Regions from separate parts of the Mus musculus genome. Here region 2 is linked to region 1. The links are chromatin contacts, called in public Micro-C maps. All regions are on one chromosome and are shown on one strand. The core of a region is the stretch at or near the end of the contact, and the rest is flanking DNA. Distances in the headings are between cores, read along the strand shown. Region 1 overlaps Npepps (aminopeptidase puromycin sensitive). Region 2 overlaps Socs7 (suppressor of cytokine signaling 7).

The links. A called contact is a pair of places that touch in the nucleus more often than the background predicts.
Region 2: a Micro-C map of the HL-1 cell line shows a contact between it and region 1, with 4 times the contacts expected there. The contact joins two enhancer-like sites. A contact is called at or near these places in 8 of 484 Hi-C or Micro-C datasets (the G1E-ER4 cell line, the HL-1 cell line, Sertoli cells and 2 more), 3 of 115 datasets of contacts at active chromatin or transcription factors (bone marrow-derived macrophages, embryonic stem cells and microglia) and 2 of 9 other capture datasets (adipose tissue and liver).

What each region holds. Positions count from the first base shown.
Region 1 is chr11:97,202,424-97,210,033 of GRCm38.p6, reverse strand. Npepps (aminopeptidase puromycin sensitive) reads left to right here. Exons shown (of 23, transcript NM_008942.3): 23 at 2,766-4,192. The coding sequence ends at 2,918. Among named protein-coding and RNA genes, the nearest start is that of Kpnb1, 18 kb to the right of the region's middle. Within about 2 kb of position 4,888, at least 11 of the 459 cell types and tissues checked have an H3K27ac peak or open chromatin away from gene starts, as enhancers often do. A contact at or near this core is called in the HL-1 cell line, where this site is marked.
Region 2 is chr11:97,397,160-97,404,769 of GRCm38.p6, reverse strand. Socs7 (suppressor of cytokine signaling 7) reads right to left here. Exons shown (of 10, transcript NM_138657.4): 10 at 6,228-7,610. It also overlaps a transcript of Arhgap23 not described here. Among named protein-coding and RNA genes, the nearest start is that of Socs7, 39 kb to the right of the region's middle. Within about 2 kb of position 4,304, at least 84 of the 459 cell types and tissues checked have an H3K27ac peak or open chromatin away from gene starts, as enhancers often do. A contact at or near this core is called in the HL-1 cell line, where this site is marked.

The DNA of each region.
Region 1 (7,610 bases), core at 3,639-6,138:
GTAGCTTATTGTGAGGCAGTTTTGAATCCTGAAGTGCCCCGCCTTGCTAAGTGCTCCTTTGTTTTTTCATCCAGTAAACGTTTCTCGGAGATTAGAGATGGAAGCTTAGAGCAGTTAACTTACTCAGTAGTAAGCCATCACCTAGACCAATCCTAGCCTCAGGTTCCATATACATCACATCTTAGCATTGGGACAGCACACTGTCATCTATGAAATTCATGCTGAGAGCCATGAACTCAGAAGCAATTCCCTTTCAGTGGCCTCACCTTCCAAATCCCATTAACAAACTGTATACAAGAGAGCTCGGTAAGGAATCTGCCTCAGAGGGAAGTGTTCTAGGTATTCTAAAAGACTGGGTTTTTTTTGGGTTTTTTTTTTTTTTTTTTTTTTTTTTTTTTTGGTTTTTTTGTTTTTGTTTTTTTGAATAGGAGAGAGAAAATATCCTGAAACATTTGGAAGAGTCCAGAACAGAGGAGGAAGAAAAAAAAAGTGGACTGGATGTGTCCAGAGCTGTCTGCAGGAGAGCAAGCCAGTAGAGCAGGGGTGGGGTGTGCTGGGAGGATAGTGGAGATAACATGAGTTGCTGGGGTGAGGAGGATACATGTCCTACAGAGAACAAAGGGTATCTGGGAGGTGAGAAGGGCTAGGGCACTAGCGTAGAGGCTGTGAAACATGTAACAGGCACTTGTGAGTGGGAACTAAGGAATCCTGGAGACCAGCATGAACTTTCATATGCAGTGTTAGCTACAATTCTGTTGCCCTGAGGAGACACCATGACCAAGGCAACTTATAAAAGAAAGCATTTAGCTGAGGTTTTGCTTACTGTGTCCCAGGTTTGGGCTATTGTTATGGCAGGGAACATGAGACAGTGGCTAAGAGAGACAACAACCCTAGGCCTGGCTTGGGCTTTTGAAACCTCAAAACTTTCCCCCAGTGACATGCTTCCCCTCTTAATCCTTCTAATCCCACCAAAGACTTGTATTCTCTGATGACTGAGGGAATAGTCATCAAACCCATTCACACCACAGGAGCCATGTGCCTCTGCCAGAAGCAAAGAAAGGCTCCTTTGGAGGACAGAAAACCCAGTTCACAGCTTCCCAAGGAACGCTGGCTTCTATCCCCAGGAATCCTTCTACAGGCCAACCTGAGCTCATTTCTAGACATGTGGAGGGCCTGAGACCTAATACATTTAACTCTTAGAAATAAGTTTCCAGAATATGAAGTGTAAGGGTAGGGGACATTTCCAAATGCTAGCAGCAGAATGTTAAAATGAGAGTCAGGGCTTTTGTCGAGTCTAGGTTAGGACCAGAGAGATGGCTCAGCAAGGAAAAGTGCTTTTGCCAAACCTGATGACCTGAATTGGATCTCCAGGATCCATTTGGTGCAAGTAGAGAACCCAAGACTTGTCCAGCTGTCCTCCATATCTCCTTGGGACACTCTAAAGGCCACAAATATGTTAGAGGCTCTACAAATGCTCTGGGTTTAAGAGCCATTCTTACAAAGGACCTGAGTTCAGTCTCCTGAACCCATGTCAGCCTCCAACGCCAGGGCATCTGAAATGCTCCTGGACTCACAGGCACACACTTATACTTAAATAAAAATAAGCCTTCAGCCAGGCGGTGGTGGCGCACGCCTTTAATCCCAGCACTTGGGAGGCAGAGGCAGGCAGATTTCTGATTTGGAGGCCAGCCTGGTCTACAGGGTGAGTTCCAAGACAGCCAGAGCTACACAGAGAAACCCTGTCTTGGGGTGGGGGGCGGGGAATCTTCAAAGCCAGGAATTGGTGGTGCACACATTTAATCCCAGCACTCAGGAGACAGAGTTAGATGGATTTCTGAGTTCAAAGCCAGCCTGGTCTACAGAGTGAGTTCCAGGACAGCCTGTTTTCTCTTTACACAGAGAAAACCCTGTCTCGGGTGGTGGTGGGGTGAGTTAAATAGAATCTTCAAAATTCCCAACACCCACGTGGCAGCTCATAACTGTCTATAATTATCTCATGGGATCCAAATCATGTGCAGACATACATGCAAACAAAATACCCATATACAGACAAATCTTTAAAAAAAGAAACAAAAAACCAAAGCAAAACTAGGTTAGATTTTGAATGAAGTGAGGGAAAAGACAGTCAAATAGACTTGAGGAGAGTAGAGGGGCCTGAACATGCCATGCTCCAGAGGGTCCTGCCTTGCTCTTTTCTTTTTCTAAGGAAAGCCTTGGGTGCCACAAGTGGCATCTGAGAACTGGAAATGTAGCTGGTCTTAAAGTATAAAATAGCCCAGACTTTGGAGGCTATTTGAGAAACAGAATATAAAAATCTAAATTTTTAAATATATTTATTATATTTGGAGTAATGTTTTTGGTCTGCCTACTTAAGATATTTTATGGAGAAAAAAAGAACTGCACAGTCATTAAGTAAACCGGATGGCTTCAGTAGGGTTATGTCATAAACTGGGCTCTATTCATATCTGCAAGCACAGCTGTATGTAGCTTTTGCCCGGGCCATGAATTGGACACACTGGTAGATAATTAGCATTTTAAAAAGCAGGTTCAGCCTCTATCAGTTTTTGATTAGGTTTTCGATTGCTAAGGAAGGATTCTTACAGGTCTGCTGGAGGAGTTGCTCATTTAGCCTATGTTGGCAATGGTCAATTCTCATGATGGAGGCTGATGAGTCAGTTAGTCCACATGATGCTTTTAGCAGTCCCAGTGTTAACTTGTTACTGTTGCTAACGGTGATTCTGCATTCCGGATTGTTTTCACACCAGGCTTTCTTCGAGAGTCACCCAGCTCCTTCAGCTGAGCGCACCATCCAGCAGTGTTGTGAAAATATCCTGTTGAATGCTGCTTGGCTCAAGCGAGATGCTGACAGCATTCACCAGTACCTCCTTCAGCGGAAAACCTCCCCACCCTCGGTGTGAGGCCTCCTCCGCACCTGGGCCTCACTGCCTCTCTGCAGGGATGAGGTGGAGCTACCAAACAGCTGACTCACATGCCAAGAATCTGGAGTCTTACACCAGTGGGGGTTGGACAATGAATGTAGTAGGTCCCTGCTCACACTCCAGAATTAAATTCTATTGAAAAAGGAAAATCAGCAGTTCAGCAAAAAAATAAAATAAAATAAAATAAAAAATAAAATAAAAATGTAAATATGATAGTAATAAACTAGAGCATAACGAAACTGTGAAACTTCCTGAAGCCTGTCATGGTCAAAGTGTTGAACACTCTCCTGTTAGTGACGGATATTGTTTTATAGCCTACCAGAAGGAAAGAGGCTTTGGGGGAAGAGGGAAGAGGGTTTTGTGAAGTGGGTGTCTGCAGCCTGACAAGCCGGGTATGTCCATCACTGGGGATGCTGACCAAAAGGCTGATAGCTGGCTCACATAGTGGAGCCTGTGCAGAATTATAAGTGGGTTTTCTTTTTCCTTTTTGGCATGGGAACCGACCAGGAAGGTATCTTTTCCTGTATAACTCAATCTGAACCAAGGATTGTAGTTCCCTCCCTGCCTCCCTTCTGTGTGATCCCCAACCCCCCAAAAAGTAATGAAAAGCTTTAAAAAACAAAACAAAACAAAAAAAAAACACACCCTCCCTCCCTTCCCGGGTTCTTCTCCCTTTAGTTCTGCCCAGCCCTGACCTGTCCTTAGATAACAGAAACATCTTTGATGGCCACATTAAATAAGAGGAGCTGATATGCTTTTATTTCCTATGATAACCTTCAAGGAACCCTGACATGCATAAGAGGTGAAAGAGTAGAAATAAAGATTATCAGCTAGGCCTTCTGCTCAAAACTGTCCGGTTACCTGACAGGCCAAATGCTGCACCTCTTCCGATCAGTATCAGTGAGCCTGGCTCACCACTTGTGCATATGAGGGGCCAGTGGGGACTGCTGTGGGGCCCAGATGTCCGCTGCACCGCTGTGTCGCCAGTGTGCTCACTAACAAGCCCCGCCACCTAACCCAGTGTGTTTTTACTAAGTCTCAGCCCTTTCCCCCACCCCTTTTTCTTCTCTCTTCCTTTTATTTTTTTCTGAATCCTTTTATTTTGTGTTAACAGAAATTCATATTTGGTGTGGCTTAATGTATTTTGGAAGGTCATCAGATTGTGAGACTGCTTCCTTGAAACATTTTTGTGCTATTGTTTTAAAAAATAATAATTAAAAAACAGTTGGCGTTAATAAAAATGTCAATGTGAATTTGTTGGCCTGGTTCTTTCAGCTTTCTTGAAAGGAAACTAAAGTTTCTCTGTGCCTCAGAATTACAGGAATTCGGCCGGGCGGTGGTGGGGCACGCCTTTAATCCCAGCACTTGAGAGGCAGAGGCAGGCAGATTTCTGAGTTCGAGGACAGCCAGGACTACACAGAGAAACCCTGCCTCAAAAAGGAAAAAAAAAAAAAAAAAAAAGAATTCCAGGAATTCAGGTAGCCATAGGAGTTTTGAAAATTTGTATTACACTTTATATGTATAGATATATACATGCCACGGTGTGTATGTGGAGGTCTGACCACAACTGTGGGCACTGATTTGCCCCCTCCTGCTGTGAGGAGGGGAGATTTGAACTCAGCTCATCTAGCTTTGTTGCAAAAACCCTTACCCCTAGCCATCTTGCCAACTCCTCTTTGTGTTTCTGAAACAACCTCATTCTGAGCCTGGCTAGACTAGAACTTGCTATGGTAGCCCATGCTGGGCTCAAACTCAAAGTGACCCTCCTGCCTTCATCTCCACAGTATTGGGATTATAGGCACAAGCCAACAGGCACACCTTTACCACGGGATTTTTTTTAAAGGTGGTGGTGGTGGTGGTGGTGGTGGTGGTGGTGGTGGTGGTGGTGGCAGTGGCGGAGGCACACACCTTTAATTCCAGCAGTTGAGAGACAGACAGGCAGTGGTGGCGCATGCCTTTAATCCCAGCACTTGGGAGAGAGAGGCAGGCGGATTTCTAAATTTGAGGGCAGGACAGTCCAGGCTACACAGAGAAACCCTGTCTCAGACCCCCTCCCCCCCAATTTAAAAAAAAAAAAAAAGCAGAGACAGGCAAATCTGAGTTCGAGGCCAGCCTGGTCAACAGCTAGTTCCAGGACAGCCAGGGCTATACAGAGAATCCCTGTCTCAAGAAGCTGAAAAAGGAAAGTAAAAGAAAATTCAAAGTAGGTATAGTTTGTGCCTATAATGTAAGCATACTGAAGGTTGAGGCAGGAGGATTAAGAGTTTCAGGATTGCATGGGCTACACAGTGAGTGCCTGTCTCAGAAGTATTTACAGGGCTGGGAGACACATTCATGTAGCACGCACAAAGCTGAGTTTAGATTCCAGCCACAAGCCACAATAAACAAAGTGTGGTCTGGCAATGTGGCACCTGGGTAAACTGGGTGAACTGGAGGTATGAGTTCAGATCCTGCGCCAACATCAAACAGGCAGGTAGAGAAAACAAACAAACATAAAAAGCCGGGCATGGTGGTACATGCCTTTAATCCCAGCACTGGGAAGGCAGAGGCAGGCGGATTTCTGAGTTCGAGGTCAGCCTGGTCTACAAAGTGAGTTCCAGGACAGCCAGGGCTATACAGAGAAACACTGTCTCAAAAAAAAAAAAACAAAAACAAAAAAAAACAAAAAAAACAGACAGGTGGCCGGTTGTAGTGGTGTTCACTTTAATCTTCAGGAGACAAAGGTGGATAGATCTTTTAAAGCTGTAATTCTAGTCACCAGTAAAATGTCTCAGCCTGTGACAGCACCTGCCACAAGTTCCATTCCCTGGTCCCACTCCAGAAGGAGATAACTCACTCCTTTGACCTCTACATTTTTTGTTTTGTTTGTTGTGCAAGACAGGGCTTCTCTGTGTAGCCTGACTGTCCTGGAACTCACTCTGTAGACCAGGCTGGCCTCAAATTCGGAGATTCACCTGCCTCTGGCTCCCGAGTGCTGGGTGGGATTAAAATGGTACCTCATGGGGCTGGTGAGATGGCTCAGTGGGTAAGAGCACCCGACTGTTCTTCCGAAGGTCCAGAGTTCAAATCCCAGCAACCACATGGTGGCTCACAACCATCTGTAACAAGATCTGACGCCCTCTTCTGGAGTGTCTGAAGACAGCTACAGTGTACTTACATATAATAAATAAATAAATCTTAAGAAAAAGAAAAAAGCGTGCCTCATGACACTGACTGACCTCCACATTTTCTTAAACTTTTAAAAGATGAGAAAATGCAATCAAAGTATTATTACCTAGCTTTCATTGTCCGGTCCCAAGAGCCCTTGGTGTCTGTCTACTAAAGACCAAGCACAAGCAGACGTAATACAGGACACCTCACCTGCTCAGTCTGGGTTTCTCTCTTATTCCTTGTTAGCTCCCGTGAACTCTGCCCTTGTTTTTGTAAAGAGACCTTACATTTTATTCTCCTGTATGCGAGTGTGTTCTGTGTCCTGATAACACCTTGCCTGAGGACTACAGTCCCAATGTGTTCGCCACTGGCCTCCTTCCTCAGCCTTCACTCCGATCTTCCTGAGACCTGCTGCAGCTCCCTCTTGCTGTCCCTGTCAGTGTGAGCTGTTTCCCTTCAAACTGTGAGCAAAAATAAGTCCATTCTTTTCTTGAAGGAGGGAGATGACGAGTTTGGTCTAGTAAACATTTTAAGCCAGTGGAAAAGGCCTCAGAACTCAGCTTGCAAACCACTAGGCGACAAACAGTTCAGCCATCTTTATTTCCTTGGAACTTGTCACTATATGTACATGTTCCTGGAGAGGGGGTATGGGTTTGAGGCTGATGTTGCCTCTCCTCCATTGTTTTTTCCACTTCATTTTTGGTTTGGTTTTTGTTTTTTTGAGACAGGGTCTCACTGTGTAGCCCTGGCTGTCCTGGAACTGGCTAAGTGGATCAGATGTCCTCAGACTCACAGAGATCCACCTGCCTCAGCTTCCTGAGGCTGGGATTAAAGAAAGGCCCAGCTCCCCTTTATTTTTTTGAGATGGTCTCTTACTGAGAGCTCACTGGATCTTCTGTTTGTTTGTTTTGTTTGTTTGTTTTCTCTGTGGAACCTTGACAGTTCTGAAACTCACTCTGTAAACCAGGCTGGCCTCAAAAAACTCCGAAGTTTACCTGCCTCCCTCCAGAGTACAGGGATTAAATGCCTGGACCACTACTGCCTGGCTCCAAGGGATTGACCGACTGGACACCCTTTAGTCTACCTGATATCTCTAAGTGTACTTTTGATGTATGATAGAAAATTGTTCCACAACTGTTTTTCTTTTTTAAAGATATATTTATTTATTGTATGTATATGAGTACACTGTTGCTGTTTTCAGACACACCAGAAGAGGTTGTTGGGCTCCATTACAGATGGTTATGAGCCACCATGCGGTTACTAGGATTTGAACTCAGGACCTCTTTTTTTTTATTATTATTATTTTTTTTTTTTAGATTTATTTATTTATTTATTATATGTAAGTACACTGTAGCTGTCTTCAGACACTCCAGAAGAGGGCGTCAGATCTCGTTACGGATGGTTGTGAGCCACCATGTGGTTGCTGGGATTTGAACTTCGGACCTTCGGAAGAGCAGTCGGGTGCTCTTACCCACTGAGCCGTCTCTCCAGACCCATAACTGTTTTTCTTTCCCTCGTTTC
Region 2 (7,610 bases), core at 3,055-5,554, 200 kb before region 1:
TGCTTCCCTGGTTATCAGCGATGGGGGAGTGCCCCGAGAGCGCGCCGTGTGCCTGTGTGCACCAGCTCGGTGTGGTTCGGCCCCATCCCTCTTCTCCAGCTCAGCCCCGCCCCGAGCTCCCGCGCCCGCACCCCTCCCTCGTGGTCCGGCCCTCGCTCCCGCCTCGCCCACCCTCGCCGGGTCACCCGCGCCCGCTGCCCTGGTTTTCAGACACGCGCCGGTATCCGACATCCGCTGACCTGCTCCATGCTGTGACCGCTATGCCGTCCTCCGCGTGCCGGCCCCAAGGGGCGCAGGGGGCGGCGGTCCCTCCATGCACTCTGGCCGGGCAGCTGCACCCGGCGACCGCGAGCCACGCCAGGAGCGCCTGGACTCCCCCGCCCCAGCCCTCCCGCCCCGGGCTCCGCCCCGCCGCAGACTCCGCCCCTCCGCGGGCTCCGCCGTCTCCCCCAGTCCGGGTGGGGGCTGCGTTCCACGAGCTCACACTTCGTACCCGAAGGCACCCGCTACCAGCTGCGCGGAGTCTCACTGAGACACACACACACACACACACACACACACACACACACACACACATATATATATACACACACAGTGCATCCCGGGGCCTAACATATCCAGGGGTTTCTCCTGCCTCCACATCCCGAGCTGCCTGTCCTGGGGTCTCTTCAATGGGGAGAAGATTCTGCTAGTCAGGAAAGGAGTTTGACCAAGGGAACCAAGATGTTTGGTGGCAGAGCTGACCCGATGGCCCAAATGGCAATGGGCCACTTAAAGAGATTGAGAGCCTGCAGACATACCCACGGACTACTGAACACAGGCAGGCACTGTGGCCCTCCACGGGGCGATGGCAGTGAGAACAGGCAGCTGGCAGAGGTAGTTCCTTGTTGCCAAGGTCCAGCTTTTCTGTAAATGTGCCCTAAGGACTTTGGCTGTCATATGGGGGTGGGGAGCAGAGATGGATGGAGATTCCTGTCGCCCACCCAACGTGCCATGCCCCAGCCATGTGCCAACCCTATGATGACCTGTTTACCCTCTATCAAGAAGGGGTTTTTGAATCCCAGATGCTGAAAAGTATAATGCCCACCAACCCTGGTGAAGAGGGCCAAGGGACTCCCTCTTTGGCAACCAAAACCAAGGTGTCCCTTGTCATGGACAGAGCAGGACCAAACTGAGACAGACATCACATGAATGAGCATAAATGAGGTGGGTGTTGTGTTCTGCTCCAAGGCAGGAGTGGAGTCCAGAGAAGACAGGGAGGCCATTCACCTGCCTTGAATGCAGTAGTGGGATTTCTAACATTCATATGCAGGAGCTGGCTGATGATGCCCAAGCCAGTGTCCAGGCTGATAAGAAATTGGCCTCACATTTTTCATCCAGTCCTCCTCTCTGTGTCAGGCATCAGAGGATGAGGGAGACAGGAGTGGGAAGCTAAAATGGAGAGTTAAGACTCAGCCTACCAGACAAAGGGGGCTTTATAGGCTGGGGCGTGTTGGGCCTATGGGGGCAGGGAGACCTGAGCCAGCATTCAGCTGGTTTATTTGGTAAGGCAGTTGGACTCTCTAGCCCTTCCCATGCCTATCTACTGCAGGCTATGAGGGAATTTGCTCCCCAACCCATGAACCCCAGGGCCAGATAGCAGTAGGGGTCCCAGAAGCTAGCCTTGCCCCACCCCCACCCCCAGGGACTCCCCACTTTCCCCACCCAGCTGACTGTAGCCTCTCTCAGCTTCCCTGTCATGCCATCTAGGTGGCCTCATAGCTCCTGTCTGCTACCCGAGGGCCCTGCTGGCTGCCTGGAGAGAGAAGACAATCTTGGGTAGTGTCACAAGGCTATGGGGTCAATGGATCCTTTGTCTCTTTATAGGAAGTCTGTCCTGGACTAAAAAGACAGGAGTGTCAGCGAGCAAGCATGCTCCCACCCCCCAGCTGGCCTCTCCCAGACCCTGGAGGAGCTGGACTCTGGCTGCAGAAGCCAGACTATGTTCCTTCCCATTGGCTTCCCTCTCCTTTTCTCTCAATGACCAGGAAATGAAAGCAGGGTGCAGCGGCCACCCCCATTTCCAGGCTGCTGCTCGGCCAGTGCTTTGCAAGGTCAACCCCTAAATATGCAGGTCTGGCTCTGAGAAACAGAGTCCTGTTAGTCAAATTCATGCCAGCTTGGCTGTCAAAGTCCAATGTTAAATTCTCAACACTCCAAAGCCGGGAGTTCGAGGCCAGCCTGGTCTACAGAGCACATTCCAGAACAGCCAGGGCTACACAGAGAAATCCTGTCACGGGGAAAACAAGTATACAACCTCCCAACCCTCCCACCACACTCTGAACACCATAGGAAGATTTACAAATAGTCCTTATAAAGAGAAGGAACAGTACCATCTACCATCTTTGCCCAGCCTTTGGGGTCATTATATAGAATCCTACTAGCCCAACTAACATCCCTGGCAGAGGCAGTGGTGGCAAGGGTGGAGGTGTGGGAGGTGTGGCCAGAGGTGGGTTGGGGGCATACATCTGGACACACTCGTACCCTTTCACACCCTGCCTAAGTCAAAGCCTACATACAGCACCACCAGAGTGAAGAAGCAGTGGCCAACTGGGCAGGCACAGCCAGGTTTCTCAGTAGGTAGCTCACATTAGTTGTTTGCTCAAATTAAGAGACAAGAAGGAACCCTTATCTCCTGAGGAGTGTGCTGGGCACACCACCACCCATTTGGCTTTCTAACATTTTCAGACAAGGTCTCACTCTGTAACCTAGGCTGGCCTCAAACTCACTATGAAGCTCAGGCTGATCTTGAACTCATGGCACCTCCTCCTGCAGCTTCAAGTGCTAGGAATGTAGGCATGAGTCACTGTTCCCAGTTTCAAGACTCCTTTTAAAGAAAATGTTCAGGCTCAGTCAGCATGGAATTTCCCAACCATCTCTTGGTCGTCCTTTAAGTCTGTCTAAAAGAAAATAGACCAAGATTCAAGTCCAAGGGCCCGAGTGGCCCTGTGGTCTTCTTGTATTGTCACCTCTCTGCACTCTGGCACAAAACAGGTGACAGTGGCACCATCTCACAGGATTGTAGAAAAGATTATACAAAAATAGGGGCAGGAAGTTCTAGGTCCACATGAATGAGCCACATACGATTCATACTTCCTACAAGGGTTGAATTAATTCAGCTCGTTATTTTTAGCTTTAGAAGCAAGAGAACGGTTCTGACCTTGTCATTTAATTCTGATAGTCCATATTCTGCTATGCCACCTGGTGTTGCTTTTTTGAGGACCACAGTGGTATAGCCTACTCTGCCTTCTTCCCTCTAATAGCAAGTAGAGAGCCCTGAAGGGAGAAAGGAGGGTGGCCTGGGAGGGAGTGGAAAGGATGAGAGGGAAGAGGCTGCTCCTCCTGCACCTGCTGTCTGTGAGAACAAAGCCAGGCATGATGCAATCTGGTCGGGTGCAGCTGAGGCTGCCAGGCCTGGAGAGTGAAGTGGGTGTCAGTCGGGGAAGGTGGCAGGCACCAGAGAGTGTACACAGGTGTCCCTGGATGCCTGACAGCCCAGCCCCAGCCCCGCCCCCTTCATCTGACTACCACTGGATCCCTCCCGAAGCTCTTCACCCTCCTAGCCCCTCCCCAAATCCTTGCATCTGCCCTGACATGATGCAATGAAGACTTCAGTACAAACCGCCTTCTCCCGTAGGCAAGGGCTGGACAAGAGACCCAGGAGATAGATGCACAGGCCCTGTTGGCCTTCTCCAGCAGGTCTCCAGTGCCTGCTGTCTCTTGTCATCTTAGAGACAAGAGGGCAAATCCCCCCCCCCCCCGCACGTGTCCCCCCCACCCCCCAGGAGGAGGCGAGGGAGGCTGGAGGAGACACAGAACAACATATATTTAGAGAATTACACCGAATCCTAAGATGATACCAAGCCGGGCAGGGGTCCCAGCATCTGTCATTGGCCATCGTCAAGTCGGGGAGTGAGGGTGGCACCCACCATAGGGTAGGGTTGTCAGTCTCAGCTCTATACATCGCCAGTGAGTCTAAAAAAACATGGCTCTTCCTGCATCTTAGAAAGGATTTTGTCCCTCGCGTCAGGTAGAGGATTCGGGACAAGCCAGGGTCCCCAACTAGCCAAGGAGAAATCCGGCCACAGACCAGGACTGGAGATGCTGTTTGTGAATATTTATCCCAGCCTCACCAAACTGCAGCTGGGTGGCCTGGCTCAGAAGAGCCACTAGGTGGCAGAAGCAGCTCAAAGGCGCACTCGGCTACGCCCACTCTTCCTCCCTCGCAACCTCGTGGTAGACCCCACCCTCACCCCCGCGACTCCCGGTCGCCACGCCTCCAGCCCGAGCCCCAGAACCGGGTGACTCGAAGATCCTGTCCTGCGTCCAGCGGGATGCCTCCTCGGCATTCCCTTCCCTGTTGAGGGTTCACTGCCTGGTTCAGTTTGGCCAACCACAGCCAAGTCCATCGTATAGATTCCAAGGATTGAACTCAGGTTGCCTTGGCAACAAGTACCGTACCTGCTAAACCTTTTCACAGGCCCTCACATGTGGCTTGGAGTTTGTTGGTTTTTTTTTTTTTTTGGGGGGGGGGTGGATTGTTTTTTAGACAGGGAGTCACTGTGTAACTCTGATTGGCCTTGAAGTCATAAGAGATCCACTTACCTCTGCATCCCGAGTGCTAGGATTAAAGGCATGTGCCACCATGCCTGACTAGAAGGAATTTTATTTTTTAAGATTTATGTATATGAATGTTTTGTTTTTGTTTTGTTTTGTTTTTTTCAAGACAGGGTTTCTCTGTGTAGCCTGTCCTGGAACTCACTCAGAAATCTGCCTGCCTCTGCCTCCCAAGTGCCGGGATTAAAGGCGTGCGCCACCACCACCACATTAAAGGCTTATATGAATGTTTTGTCTGCAAGTCTGTATCTGTACCAGCTGTGTCTGGTGTCCAGTGGAGGCCAGAAGAAAGACTCAAACACCCTGGTTCGGAATTACAGATGGCTGAGAGCCACCATGTCTGAGGTTTGGGTGCTGAGAACCCAAACCTGGGTCCCCTGCAAGAACAGTGCTGTTAGCTACAGAGCCTTCTTTCCAGCCCCTGGAATTTTTTTGTTTTTTTAAGAATCGGAGGGAGGGGGGCTGGTGAGATGGCTCAGTGGTTAAGGGCGCTGACTGCTCTTCCAAAGGTCCTGAGTTCAAATCCCAGCAACCACATGGGGCTACAACCATCCGTAACGAGATCTGACGCCCTCTTCTGGTGTATCTTAAGACAACTACAGTGTACTTACATATAATAAATAAATCTTAAAAAAAAAAGAATTGGAGGGAGGAAGCAGGAAGCAAGAGCTCTTGGTAAATTGCTGAAACTGTTTGGATAAAAAGGGGACTGCCTGGCCAGGTGGTGGTGGTGGCACATACCTTCATGGAGGCAGAGGCAGACAGATCTCTGAGTTCAAGACCAGCCTGGCCTATAGAGCAAGTCCCAGGACAGCCAGGGCTACACGGAGACTCCTAGAAGTCCCCCTGTGATTCACTTAGGGAAGTGGCTTCCCAGAGAATTCAGCAGGAAACCTGCAGACAATTTCCAGGTAGCCCAATGGCCCCTCAAGCAGGAAGCAGGATAAGAGGGAGAAGGGAGGGCTGGAGAGATGGCTCAGCGGTTAAGAGCACGGACTGCTCTTCTGAAGGTCCTGAGTTCAAGTCCCAGCAACCACATGGTGGTTCACAACCATCTGTAATGGGATCTGACGCCCTCTTCTGGTGTGTCTGAAGACAGCTACAAGTGTACTTATAAATAATAAATCTTAAAAAAAAAAAAAAAGGAGAGAGAGGGAGAGGGTAGATAGGGGTTAAAGTAGTTCCCAGAACACACCTGAGGTATTAAGGAAAGCAACAGGCCTTGCCCAGGAGCTGGGAGGGCAAAATGAAAAAGCAGCAAGCCAGCCTTACAGCCAGCCTCACCAGGATGGTTGCTGCCACAGTAAAATGTGCCAGTCCACCCTGAGCCACTGCTCACCCTGACAGGAAGACTCTGGGCACCTGCCCACCCTTCCCAAGGTTCTCCGGAATGCTCCTGCACTTCCTAGGGCAGCTCTGGGAAGTGGCCTGTTTCAGTCTTAGGAATTTTCCAACAACCGTGCTTTGGAGACAGTACTGGCTGTGTTCTGCATGGCTGCCAGTGCAGGGACCCATGCCTGACAGAGAGTGAAGAGTCAGGAGAGAGACTAAAAACAAAGCCAAGTAACAGATCATTTCTAAACATTTTTATTTCAAATCTCTTTTCATCCCTCCCCAAAAAGACATGGGTCGGTACAGCAATCATAAAAAGGAGATACAAACACAAGAGTCAAATGTCTCCCGCGCTGACACTTACAAAAAACCGGGAATTATACACACAGTTTCCAAACAGGACCTGCAGCAGCTACTAATGTCCCTTTACAAGAGTCACACATGCCTATTAGTACAGTATTTACAGACACCCCACTCTGGAACTAATCTACAGGGACATCCCAACACCCACCCCTCTATGCCCAGAAAAATACCAAAACACACCCAAAGTGCATTTGTTTTGTTTATATCAAAACATCTTTCCCTCTCCCCATCCCACCCCAGACCCACCCCCATTTAAGATTGGCCTGCAAGTCTATTTTAACCATTTAGTTATTTTTTTATACTTTATGAAAATAAATTATACAGCAACTATTTTAATAAATTAAGCACAAAAAAGGGAGAATAAAGTAGGGAAACTAAATGGGAAGACAAAAGCCAGGCCACGCTTTGGCTTGGAGGGCAGGGGTGGCTAAGCAGGACAGAGTGGTTATGGGGGTACAGCTCCCCGGTGGTGAAAAAAACTCCAACCACTGAGTCCAGAATGACACCCCTCAGCACGGAGTTTCTGAAAACCCACCAGAATGCACAGCGGTCAGTGCCTGTGCTATGCAGCACCAGTGCAGCACCTGTGCAGGCATCCTCATGTCTGGCCTGCCCAGAGCGGTGCCTGGCTCTTGCCCGTCCCTCTTGGGAGCACCAGGGATGGAGGAGTGGTGGCATCAGCCCACTGCCCACAGAGCACAGCAAGTGGGCTGAAGAATGCCTTGTTTTCCCTATCTGTCTCCAGGAGCAGCTGCCGTCACAGTCCAGCTGCGATTCAATGTTGCTGTCTGCCTGGCTGCTTGTCTGCTCCTTGCTGCCTCTTGGCACTATGAGGAGGGGTCAGTGGGGCAGGGAGCGACTCCAGGGACCCTCTAAAACCCTCTGAAGATGGGATGAGTGAAAGCATGTCACAAACAGCATGCAGGGTGGGCTTTCTGGGAGGTAGATGAAGTGGGAAGGGACAGGACAAAGGACAGGAAAGACAAGAGGGACACCAGAAGAAACTAGGTGACCCCTATCCAGGACACCAGGAAGCAATGAAAGATCAAGGACACATGAAATCTGTATGTAAAGAAAGGTCCTTTCTCTGGCAGATTACAGAATCAGTATTCTATTTTCAACTGCAGTTCTGTCCCCAGAGCCCTCTCAGTGATTCAACCCAACCTCACTCCCAAAATGTTCTCCACGTTTCCAAGGAAGGGCCCCTGTCACACTGTACTGAGCACGAGGGCTCCAGTGCCAAAACAGATGGACCACAG